Regions from separate parts of the Zea mays genome. Here region 2 is linked to region 1. A link is a contact called in public Hi-C data. All regions are on one chromosome and are shown on one strand. The core of a region is the stretch at or near the end of the contact, and the rest is flanking DNA. Distances in the headings are between cores, read along the strand shown. Region 1 holds the start of LOC103643222 (EAG2). Region 2 has its middle 22 kb from the start of LOC103643225.

Evidence for each region. A called contact is a pair of places that touch in the nucleus more often than the background predicts.
Region 2: a Hi-C map of tassel shows a contact between it and region 1, with 6 times the contacts expected there. The contact joins the enhancer-like site here to the promoter of LOC103643222 in region 1. A contact is called at or near these places in 13 of 25 Hi-C or Micro-C datasets (bundle sheath, ear, endosperm and 4 more) and 1 of 3 datasets of contacts at active chromatin or transcription factors (leaf).

What each region holds. Positions count from the first base shown.
Region 1 is chr1:211,438,930-211,445,563 of Zm-B73-REFERENCE-NAM-5.0, forward strand. It overlaps LOC103643222 (EAG2), which reads left to right and starts at 3,192. Exons shown (of 2, transcript XM_008666377.3): 1 at 3,192-3,339; 2 at 3,342-3,844. The coding sequence starts at 3,192. The coding sequence ends at 3,712. It overlaps LOC100194296, which reads right to left and starts at 105. Exons shown (of 14, transcript NM_001359446.1): 1 at 1-105. The coding sequence starts at 60.
Region 2 is chr1:211,642,356-211,648,577 of Zm-B73-REFERENCE-NAM-5.0, forward strand. No RefSeq gene overlaps it. Among protein-coding and RNA genes, the nearest start is that of LOC103643225, 22 kb to the right of the region's middle. Within about 2 kb of position 1,271, at least 17 of the 20 cell types and tissues checked have an H3K27ac peak or open chromatin away from gene starts, as enhancers often do. A contact at or near this core is called in bundle sheath, ear, leaf and 2 more, where this site is marked.

The DNA of each region.
Region 1 (6,634 bases), core at 1,942-4,441:
CGCGACCGCGACGAGCGCCGCCGCCGCGAGCCGGACGCGGTGGGACATGTCCACATGCATGCGTCCGGGGTAGAGGTGGCCGGGAGAGGAGCGGACCGCCGGGACAGCTAACGGTAGGTCGGGCCGTCGCGGAGGGGTCCGCGGCCCTAGTAGTACTAGCGATCCCGAAATAGGAAGGGCGCGGGAAGGGAGGGGCCCGGAGGCCGCAGCGGGGGCGTGAGCGGCATACCGGGCGCCGCGGGCTGGGAGTCTGCGAGACTGCGACCAGCACCCACCAGACGCACGACACAGGCAGGCAACGGTTGCCGCCGTGTGCTTCCTCTTTCTGATTGCAGCATGCAGGCAACACTGGAAGTCCTGCAAGTTAGGGCCGTGTCATGCTAGATCAACACGGATTCCATCCGGTCCGGGTCGTAGCGTGCCTATCACCTGAAATGAAGGTCACCCTAAAGCATGGCGGGCTTGCTTTCGGTCATGCTGGCTTAGGCTCGACACGCAATTAAGTGACAGGGCCAACAAAACCTCACAAACAACAAAAACAGCAGCACAACAAAATACAGAAACAAAGTTTTAGACATTGATGCAACAACATAAGGCATATCCTTATCCTTACAATAAATTAGACAACACAAACAAATTTTTGAGAGGAACTACATTTTATTCCTCGATCTGTCTCGTTAAAAACCTTGCACCCCAGTGTGGGACTCCCTCTGTAAAGAAAATAGTGCACATCGACAAAAGTCTTAACGTTCACAGTCCATATTACAATAACAGTCCATAATAACACGATGAACTAGATAAAAGAAGTAACACTAATCATGGCTAAAATCAGTAAAAGCTTGTTCAATCCCAGGATCTTCAAGTTGATGTTGCTTTCTATCTCCTGCTCTTTTCCAATCCTTAAGGCAGGTGATGGCCTCCACTGTCTCAGATGCAAGAGAGGATCTCCTTTCTTCAATTGTTCTACCCACTGTGTTGAATGTTGCTTCAGACAAAACCGACGAAACAAGAATAAGAAGAATATCTCTAGCAAAATAAGATAATATTGGAAAATTGTACTTATGTTCCCTCCACCATTCAAGTAATTTACCTTATCACCCTTCGAGGTGCGATCAGGCTGCAAATGTGGGCAGGATACTTGGAAAGTTAAAACGTAGTTCGGGTGTCGGATATATTCTAGGATACTTGGAAAGCTTAAATAAAGTTTGCTTCGTCGATGTTTTAATTAAATCACCTTATGAAATTTTGTGCCATGCTTGTGCGTTGGTTAAAACGTGGCCAGGATTGAGAAAGAAGGAGTTGTGTGAGCTACTACAAGAAGGAGCTAAGTTGTTGATGAAAGTCGAAGTTCCAAGCTAGAGATTACGGCATCGAATAAAGATGATGAAGAGAATGATGAATCTAGAAGCGACAACTGATCTGCTCACAATGCTGGGGTTTTTTTTGCAGTCAGTTAGCTGTTGTTGGGTTAAGTAGCTCGTCGTCCCCCGCGACGAGAACTGTTTTCGGTCTGATATCCACGGCTCTGAGCCAGACCTGTGTGCCTCCTGGAAAAACCTCGTTACATCCAGTAGGTTTATTTTGTCCCCCTAGGTCTACTTTTGATATGTTTCTATCACAGATGAGTGGGTGCGCTGGTACCCTTTTATTTTGTCGATATGAGACAATCTTTACTGTTTTGTTATGCAAATAATAGAAACGGATCCTACCGTCGTAAAAAATGACCAAAGTCCATAATGGATCGATGAATTAGTTGTTGTTTTTGCCATCAAACATGATATACGTTAAAAAAACTATATGGACAAAAGAAGCAAACATACTGCTAAGTCTTTTCCTTACCGAATCGAAGCCATGTGTGTCTTGCTGAATGTGGATTCCCTTGATGGGCAGGGCATTAGGAAAGAGTGGGGTCAGGTGATGTCTCCAGCTCAGTGTCAGGGCTCACTGGTTCGCCAAGCTCACCAACTGCCACGGACGAGTCACATCATCGTGATGAGCGATATTAGGCTTGCCGGGCTGGCTGGCGTTGCGATGACGATGAGCGGGGCGGGCGACATCACATACCTAGAACGGGCAGTGGTGGTAATATCGAGAACGGGGCATCGAGGTGGACTGACTAGAGCAGCGTCAGGAATAATAGGATTGAATGGATAGATGCGAGGACTAATCCAAAAAAGGAGGATAGGAGTCAAGAGGACTGGACTGATCTTACGAGGAGGCCAAGATAAAACGATTTTAGCCCACTAAAAAACTTTAATTTTTTCTATACTTAACCCTAAATGAACACTAGGTATAAGAGGTTATAAAAATTAAGGGCCCACTTTGCACCCCCTGAATCAGCCGCTAGTAAGTGTCCACTCTCCAATCTCCATGGCGGCAAGCGACAGACGACAGGTCTATTTGGTTGTATAACTAAGATGCCTAAATTTGACACATATTTTCTGCCACACTTGACTGAGGTTAGGTATTCAAATTCTTCGTCACATCTTAGCATACTAAGACAACTTTGCTGTACTTTTACAAGTCATTGACGAGTTAGACCTCTGTATAGGAGAAAAATTTTGTCATAACTATGGCTACAAACCAAACACGTGACTAAGCTAGTCAAATATGTCTAACCTTAAACTTGGTAACAGAGACAACAAACCAAACATGCCCCCCATGTTTTCCTCATTTTCTTTTTCCACTTTTGTTTCAATTTTTCTTGGGTAATATACAGTGAGTATATTATTTTCTTCTTCTTTTTCTCATGGCCAAAATCCACAATGGATCGATGAATTAGCTGTCGTTGTTGCCAACAAAAGAACAAAATCATGTGACGCACGAGCACAATGCAAGTAGCCAAACTGAGCTTCCGGGCACCGACGAACGGTTGCACGCCATCGGCGGGAAGGAACAGGCCGGGCTGTCAATGGACAAACGGGCCGCCAAGCTGGAGGGAGTGTCATGGGCTTTGAGAACCATCGTCAGGGCCTAGTTTTTTCTTTTGTTTTTATCAAAGGCGGTAAACTCGGGGAACGAATATACTAGGAAAAACACTAGCCAGTCAGAGTCAGTCAAAGTGGACTGAGTTAAAATTGCAACGATACATACACACGCAGCAGTCAGGGCGTCGGGAATGAACAATGGATGAATTTATTATAGTCTGAAGAAAACGAAGGGACACAGCCACAACGAACACTGGGGAGTGAATGAATGCATGCATTCCACTGGACTGTTCCAGCGCTTCGTGTGCATCGCTAGATGCGCTGAACACTCGAACGCCATGGACCTCGCTCCGCTCTCTATATATAGAGGGAAGGCCTTCAGTCTACTTCTCGGGATATACCACTGAACGTCACCAAGAAGAGTACTGATCGATCAGCAACTCGATCGTTCTCAGAGAGAGATGGGCGGCAAGGGCGGCAGCGGCGGGGGTGGTGGCAAGGGCGGAGGTGGCGGTGGCAAGAGCGGCGGCGGGGGTGGTGGCAAGGGCGGAGGAGGTGGCAAGGGCGGAGGAGGTGTTGGTGGCAAGACCGGCGGCGGCAAGTCAGCAGGCGGCGGCGGTGGGGGCTATGGTGGTGCAGGGAAGTCAGGCTCCGGCGGCAGTGGCGGCGACGGAATGATGAAGGCGCCCGGCGGCGGCGGCGAGTACATCTCCCGCTCCGTCTTCGAGGCCAGCCCGCAGGAGTTCTTCCATGGCCTCCACCAGGGAGGAGGCAACAACAAGTAGATCCATCTAGCTAGACTGCTGCTGCTACTTCACAAGCTTGGGACGATGTGTGATGATGCATGCTTGGACTGTCATCAGTCTCTATGTAGCTTCTGAATAAAATAAAATGTAACGATGCTCGATTGGGTTTCACTTGCTCGCTTGTTCCAGCCAAGTTATTATATATATCATCAGGCTCGTACGCCAGCTATATATATATGCATGCAGGTGCATGGATTGTGCAACGCGAACGCGTGATTGTGCTAATCCGTTAGTTGATGCGTTCTGTTGCTTTGATATGTAATCCGGCCACTCATTAAGCATGTCAAGGTGCAATGATCAGAAGTCAATATGTAGTTACTAGTTAGTAGTCTCTGAACAAGCAGTACGGCCAGCCCTTTTAATTAAACAACCCTCCAGACCAAGAGGAGTCAAAGAACGTACTAGCATTTTTTAGTATCAAGATCTTCCACGAGCTAGATGAAATGAAGTGTTTGAAAGATTAGATATCATATTTTTGCTTAAGCTGGGGCGTTAGTATGAAAATGAAACTGGTATTTGCTGATGAGGTTTGTGGGCGTAATGACGCGAGACGGTGTCAATGACAAGTAAGAGTGTGCACATGTGGTTGTAGCTGTTCTGCACTTAGCAAGGTAGGTTTCAGGTTCACCGGCCGTCGGCAAGTCGGTGTGGAAGTAAAAATGCTAGTTTGTCAATCTTGTTTTTCTAACGCCCCGTTTAAATCATTGGAATTGAATTCCATTCTAATAATAGTAATTTAGGCATATATCAATTAAGATAATTCAGTTTTATATAAAATATATTTGTATACTATTATTAACAAGATGTCGGAGATATTTATGTGCTATATTTTTACTATAGAGGAGTGAGACGAAGAGTGTCACGTAAGTTACAGAGTAGAAACAAATTCTACTAGTATATAAAATCATTTCTCATATATCCTCCACCCATGAATTTGAGATAGACTAAGGGCCCGTTTGGCACAGCTCCAGCTCCTGATTCTAAGCGAGGATCTAGAGGAGCCGTGCCAAACGGGTATTTTTTTAAAACTGATTCTCGTGTGGAGCTGAAAGATCAGGAGTCGTTTTTGTGAAGAAAGGTGGGATCTAAAAAAACCTGCTCCACCCTCCCTTAAAACAGCTCCTCAACCAACCAAATATGGACCTCCCTTAAAGTTTGATCGAAATTACCCGCAATTGCCATTGGACAAAAACATAACGAGCCAATTTATGGATTAAACATTTGAGACCATTTTATGCACTACTACGATGGGAATATTTTATATGTTATTGTTTCATATTTTTTCCGTATATGCATCCTACTTATTGGTTTGTAACAAAGTTGAACTGCAAAGGGTAAAACAGACAATCATCACAGACCACCAACTCTTAGAAGACAAGAATCAGTTTACTTGCCAAACGTTTTGAAAATGATTCTGATTTTCTAGGAGAATCAGGAGGATCAGCTCCTCACGACGATCAGGATCTGGAGCTAAAGAAGCAGGAGCTGGAGCTTTGCCAAACGGGCCCTAATATCTGAACTTTGGAAAGTGGTGGAATGTCAAATTCCAAACTAAATAAGTTACTTTATTGAGTGAATTCCAATTCCTCTAAAATGAAGGGATCCAAACGCCACGTAAGAGATTTTCTATTGAAAAATAGGGTTGCCAAACTAGCCATTATATCTTGGAGCTAATATGATTAACTTAATGAAGAATAGAACTATGTCACATCCATTGCTTGTAATGAAAAGAAACTTCTTTGGTAACATCTAACGCCTAATCAGAAAAGCAAGTAATTATTTCATTAGAATTGAAAATTTACAACTAAATATATAAGACTTTATATAAATAAAGAATTGAACTATTAAAGAATATGTATGAATATGAAAGAATAAGAATTAGTGAATAGTGAATTACCTGAGAGCTGCGAGCCTGTGACATGCGATCGGCGACGACAGTGAGGACGTGACTGGTTTTGTGCAGCGGTGTAGGAGGCCTTCAACTGGTGCTTTAGCCTGACGTGCGTCGTCTCCTCCGCTTCTGTGCGATTCAGCAAGACAATAACTTAACAACAGCTCTACTATTCTATTAGATATTAAGCCCCTTTCTTTTCTGGGCCCCCGGCGGCCGCCTCCGCTGCATGGCCCTAGGGCCGGCCCTGAGTCCATCAGGTCTAGTATTGATCGCAGAAGATCTAAGAGTTCTATTGTCTGAGTATCGTGCAAGATATCAACAGATTTGCATAATTGCTGACTTACCTTATTGTCGTTTTCTTGGGAGCGTATATAAGCTGTTTAAGTTTCCAGCGGACTATGAAACACATATCAAGGTATGTCGACATTCCCTATCAGATCTGCTCTTTCGTTTATCTTCCCCAACTTGTTGTATTGTTGTTGTAGTGCAGAACAATTTGAAAGATATAGAGTTGATGAACATAGAAATCCCTAACTTCCACACAATATATATTGTTTGGTGGTCGTGTGCTGCATGGTAAAAGAAAACATCAACAATCGTTGGGGCAAACTTTTCATAGGAGAGGGAGTGCCAATGCGACCTTGACAACCACCTCCAATGATGATAATGATTTTATGGCAATGCCCCTCACCATCCACTGACATCACTAGAGAAATCGAAAGACGGGGCACCTTACGATCCACTATTTGCCTCTATCCCACTGATAACCTAACTCGGTCCAATGTTGCGTTACGGCCTGCCTAAACCATGCATAGGACCCTGGGTTTCATTTAAGTGAACTAGTGTACCGCTTTGCACTTGATGTTCTTATTTCATAGTGAGCTATATTGTTCTACTATCATCTATTTCGAAGTTAGCATTATACAACATTTGTGTGCAATGCTTGTAATTCTGGACAACACTTGGCCATAGAACATTCAACTAAAATTTTGTCTAAGTATGGTGCA
Region 2 (6,222 bases), core at 21-2,520, 200 kb after region 1:
ACATACAGGGAGGTGGAGGAGGAGATGAGTCTTCACTGCAAGACGCCACCGCAATGGCTGTCGCGATGAACAACAACGAAGGTATGTTATCTAGTTCCTCTCAGTAGATTAGATGTACTCGTCATCGAGGATTTGCTGTTACATATTGGTGTTCTAGGAGCTTAGGAATCAATCATTAGCACCATAGAATTTAACAATAATAACAACGGTGAGATGGTGCTGATGATGAGCACGCGCGTGTCGGCCTTGAGCCCCGCGCACACCAGCGGCAATGTGGGGGGATGTCCAAGTTCGCGATCTTGCGCACAGACTTGCGGAGATTTGGGGGCGGTGGATTTGGGTGAAGCACCAGTGGCGTCAAGATATCTAGTGGGAGGGAGGAGACACCAACCTGGAGTCCTGGAGCTTGGGGGTGAACTTCTTCTCGACACCGAGGACGACGGTGTCAACGCCACGGACACCTACGACGGTGTTGCCCCTACGGAAGACCTCCAGGGATACTCGACTTGGAAGAGGGACATTGTTGGCACCAACAAAATCATGATTGTTTCCTACTCCTACTTTTTATTTGTAGTCGGATATTAATCTCTCGCGTAGCGGGGTCGGAGTCGGACTTGATGGGAAGGCTGCATCCACAACACGTTCTGGGTTCTCGCCTCTCCGTGTCGTCGTTCTATAACTCCCCCGTCGTCTCTTGCAGCGCCCACTCGAACTCGATCTAATCCTTTAGCGTTTCTCCTCTCTATTGCCACGCCGCTCTACGCCCGTTAACAATCCCTAGCGAGCCGCCGCCAACGGGAGCAATACTGCAATAGAGTCAGTGAGTCACCGTCCATGGCCGCCGTGGAGCTTGGTCTTCCTCCTGGCTTCCATTTCGTACCCACTGACGAGGAGGTGCCGAGGTGGTCAAGCTTCACCTACTCCCTTGCATCCTATACCTTCCTCAACCGGCAACCGCGGAACAACATCATGGTCGGGCATGCTCTCCTCTCCTCGAGAAGCATGGACGAAAGCATGAGGCTTTCTTCTTCGCGGTCGGGCAGGCCATGAACGCCAACACCAATCACTAGAAGCGGACCTACGAGGGACACAGGACCTGGCAAGGATATGACAGGAAGAAGGGCTAGGAAGAAGGCGAGGAAAGCAAGAAGCTATACTTGTCCAAATGCACGTGCCGGGTCAGGCCGGTTCGGGCATGGCGAACCCCGCACGGTTTTAGTGTCGTGTCGGGCCGGCTTGCAGGCTGTCTAAAGCGTCTAGGCCCAACACGATTATTTTTATAGGGACTGTACCGGGCCAGAGGCACAACGGGCCGGTAGTGCCATGCTGGGCTCGGACCCGTAAACACTCCAAAATTCAAAATTTAAAATAATGTTTAAATTTATTTCAGATTCAATATCTTATATTTAAAATTTTTGATACAAACTTAAATATAGAATTTTAGATACACAACTCATATCCCATTTCATAATTTTATGTACACATAAACACATATCATATTTCAAGAGTGACGACTGTCGAATTATATACCGAGTTGGGCCGTTATCAGGCCGCCCCGTTAACCGGACCGGACCCATGCATACACCGTGGACGTGGACCAGATAAGCGGCTTAGCACAGCTTGGTAGACGGCCTGGGCAGACCCGGACACGCTTCCGGTCGGGTCGGGCCATCGTGTCGCCCTTCAGCCCGGTTTAGACATGTATACAAGAAGCGCATGCGCATGCGGGTGAATGTGTGTGTCCCATGCCGCTGCTCACGTGTCTCGCTCGGCTGTCGGCTGCAATTAACTAAACTTTGCCCTGATCGATTGTCGCACCACTCTGTCACCCTAACGTTTGCAATTTCTCACTGTCGCATCTCTACGCATTCGTTGCCATAGCCGTCTTTTATCCTCGACTTAACCTTAAACCACTGAAGTAAAATTTGAATAACTGAATATTTGTTGCTGTTGTTTCTATTAAAGTAAACATTAAATGACTCAAGTAAATCTTAATGACTGAATATTTATCCCTATTGTATGTTAAATTAAACATTAAATGAATGAATCAAACTTGGAATGGCTGAATATTTATTGGTGCGTGTTGCATGTGATTGGAGGATCAGCCCCATTTAGACCTTGTTCGGTTAATTCCGTTACCCATGGATTGGATGAGATTGGAAAAAATTAAGAAAGAGTTTGACTTACTTGGGATTTAATCTCATTCAATCCCACTCAATCCACATGGATTGAGAGCTAACCGAACAAGCCCTTAGGGATGGCAATATGTTAGGTTAAGTCGGGTGAAACGAAAACCCACTCGTGATGTATGTATCCGTGAAGTCTAATCAACCCGGTCAGTGATTGCACAAGTGTAATTGGAAACAAGCGACCCATCCATGCATCTCGTCTTTGTCTTTTAGGGTCTGAGAGGCCCGCTCGACTGGAGGTCTGTTGCCGGCTCTGCTACAGTGGCGTTGCCTGTGGTCACCGCGAGATGCCGATCATGCCCCCGCAGGCAGCAGCGCACACCATGCATGCCGGCCGGCCGGCCGGCGTGTACGAAACACGTAAGGAATCCGTTACTACTGCCACCTCATCTTTTAAAAAATATCTCAAAATAGTGCCAAAAAAATTAAAATATTACTTGCTTCCTTCTAAACTAGTATTCATTTTAGCAATTTATTTCTATGTCTATGTTTAACAAACGTAGACACATATATAGAACATATACAACAAACATTGTATGAACCTACTAAAATGGCAAAACAAATTTTATTTTAGAACGGAGAGAGTGTTTAGAACATTAAAATCAAATTGAGCTCTAACAGTTAAGCTATAAATTATGTATTTTAAAAAGTAAATTACATTATTAAGAGATAAAATGTTAAGAATTGTGTAGAAAATAAGAGTAGGGCACTCATCTAGAATATATATTTGGGTCACTTGATCATATGTCCTATATTACTTTAAATTAAATTTTATAAAATAAAACACTTGGAGCTATTTTTTATGAGTTAAGCATTATATTTTAAAATAAGAACCACAAGACCATCAGAGTTTTGTTTGGTGTATGATGTAAGCCATCTTGTTCGTATTCTGGATTGGAGAATCCACTGAGCACGGCAACCTGACCAAGCGGTCACTCACAGCTACGGGTGGATATCGAGCTAACTCGGCTCATTATGGCTCGGCTCGTTATGGCTCGTTATTGTAACGAGCTAGCTCGGCTCGGCTCGTTATACTAACGAGCTAAACATCTGGCTCGGCTCGGCTCGTTATAAAGCTCGAGCCAGCTCGCTAGGCTCGCGAGCTACACGACTAAATACAAAGATCTATGTACATAAATATATATATAACCGAAAAATCATATTTTAAGTGTTTAACACTACAAACCCAAAACTTTTATAATATTATTATCATATCATCGTCCTAGCTTCTAACTTTTAATATTAAATTAAATAACCAAGTATGTATTAACTTACATATTTACAAACTCGTATTATAATAAGATAGCAACAAGTGTCATTATAAAGCAATTCAACATCCATTCCACAAACATGCAACATTTCATTGCACAACACTAACGTCATATGCTGCTAGAAACAAAGTTCACAAAACCATAACCAATAATCAAATATTATATATACAATATAGGTATGTAGCCATGCAATAATGCAAATATTTAAGCACATGACACGTCCACACATGTCCATATCACAGATCATAACTACGAGAAAACAAGACTATGAGAAATGAGACGACACCAACGACTAAACAAACTTGTGTTGTGGCTTGGCTCATTTGGCTCGTGAGCTAGCTCACGAGCTAACCCGAGCTGGCTCATTAGAGAACCGAGCTAGAATGCTAGCTTGACTCGCTACAAAATTAAAACGAGCCGAGTCGAACCGAGCTACTAATGAGCCGAATCGAGCGAGTTATCAAGCTACGAGTATCTCGTCCAGCCCTATGTGTGTGGCAGCATCGTAGAGATGGAGTGGGAGAAGTACACGCTAGGTCAACTTCCATGAGCACGATGACAAGGGTAGCACGGGCTGGGTCATGCATGAGTACTCCATCACGGCCTCGCTCGAGTACGTCGAGTCGTTGGTGGATGCATAACCTGGATTTTTTTAGAGAGATCATAAACAATATTTAATAGATTATATGTACTATATGACTGTCTAGTTTTAGTTTAAATTTAACATAATAGACTACATATTTTTATCAAACGCATAAATAAAGAAATAACTAATATTTATTAAATCAATCGTTGTTTCTATATATTTAATTAAATTAGTAGTAATTAGTATCTCTATTATAATCAAAGCACCAGTTTTAATGGTCGTCCTGTATTATCTTTTTGTAAATAATCCCTCACAACTATTTCAAATTAACCTGTTACACGTCTATAGATGGCCAAACGGTGGCCCGACATGGACCAGACGCCCACGGGCCACGGCTCTGGCACATTAGCCTGTCGTCCCATTTGATTAAATCATCATAAAATGTTAAAAAATGATGCAGAGGTGGGTTCGAACTCATGCCCTGATGAAAGAAGGGCGGGAGACACTAGGTGAAACTATCTAACCAGTAGAACATCATGGTCAAATATTTTTAATATTGAATATAAATTGTATATATATATATATGTTTTTTTGTAAAAAAAATATAATCATGTCGGGCCGGGCCAGCACTACGGGCTGAGGCTACAGCCCAAGCACGGTACGACGTTTTTGGCTCTTGCAAGCATTAGGTCGTTTCTGATACCACATTGGCGCAATTGACTTCATAGTGTTTGAGGTTGCTGAATTGGATGGAGCAACAATGATTTATCACACTAACAGTAAAATAAAAGATTATTTGTTGGTTTAAAACGTTAAAAATTGCTACGAAAGAGCATAATTTATATGAAGCGCATCCAGTTTTTATTGATGTCTGACTTTAGCAACCACTCCATATTTTGATCTATCTTTTTTATAAGTTTGAGTTCATGTGATTTATTTTAGAAACTTGAGCTAACAAACTTTCTCTTATTTGGTTTATGTATGGTGGAATTATGTCATTCTATAATATCTGTTCGTTCAGTCAGTCATTGTGAACTCTCTTCTAATCGCTCACTTCATTGGTCGTGTTATACAAAGATATATTGGATGGAGTAAACAATAACATCAGTTAGCTAAATTAAAAAAATCATTATACGGAGAGCGGAAACAAATTAAACAATAAAAAATCTTGAGAATTTTTTATAGATAGTTTACGTGGGTATTGTTGTAAGTCGTCGCAACGCACGGACAATATAAGTTTGTATAAACCTTAGAGGAGGAGCCAGGAGCCCCGTACCAGCCCACTTGTCTACGCCACTGCCTCTGAGGGTCTACTGCATCCGCCATAGCGGCCACGAGAAGAACGGCAAGAAGCAAAGCAGGGACGAGGAAGATTGGGGCACCGAGGATAAAGTGGACGATGCAGCAGTCGCCACTACCTATTGTGCCGCGGAGGAAGACCCTGTCTAGTTCATCGGTGAGTACCTGGTGGCACCGCAGGCTGAGTACATCGCTTCTCTTGCCGCGGCGACGGCGGATGTTGTCAACGACGATCCTGCTGATGGGACGGACGCAGGAACGTGCAAAGATCAGGACTTGCCCGCGTCGGTGGAGGACGAGAATTGTTACGATGTCATGAACTCTTTGCCCGATTTGGTGCCTAGTTTCGATTTATGGCACTGAGACGATGGTGCCGGATGCATGAGCAAACACGTCGTAGATTGCTTTAGCTCCTTAACTTTGTAGCTTAGAGCAACAACACTATAAGACCAACTCCAGCAGCACTCCGCATGCGGCTCCGTATCCCTATTTTGCGGAGTCTAGCACACTATTCATCAGTCCAGCAGGCTCCGCATCCGGCTCCGTAAAACGCACGGCCTGTACCCTGACTCCCCATTTCCACGCTTTCTCTCTCCTCTCCGCAGCTCTCTGCGTGCGCGCGCGCCTGCTGGCGGGCCCCAGGTGTCATAGACTGCATGCGGAGTGGGATGGGGAGTGTTGCTGGAAACGGAGACGGATACGGAGAGGAGAGAGAATCTGTTGGCCGCGCGTTTCAGGGATACGGAGAGGGAGTCTGCTGGAGTTGGTCTAAGGCCTCCTTTGGCAGCCTAGGATCCCGGTCCAATCCCGGCCCACGAAAACCACGAGCCAAATTGCCCCCATGGTTTTTTTTTGTTGTTTGGTGACCACACTCTCC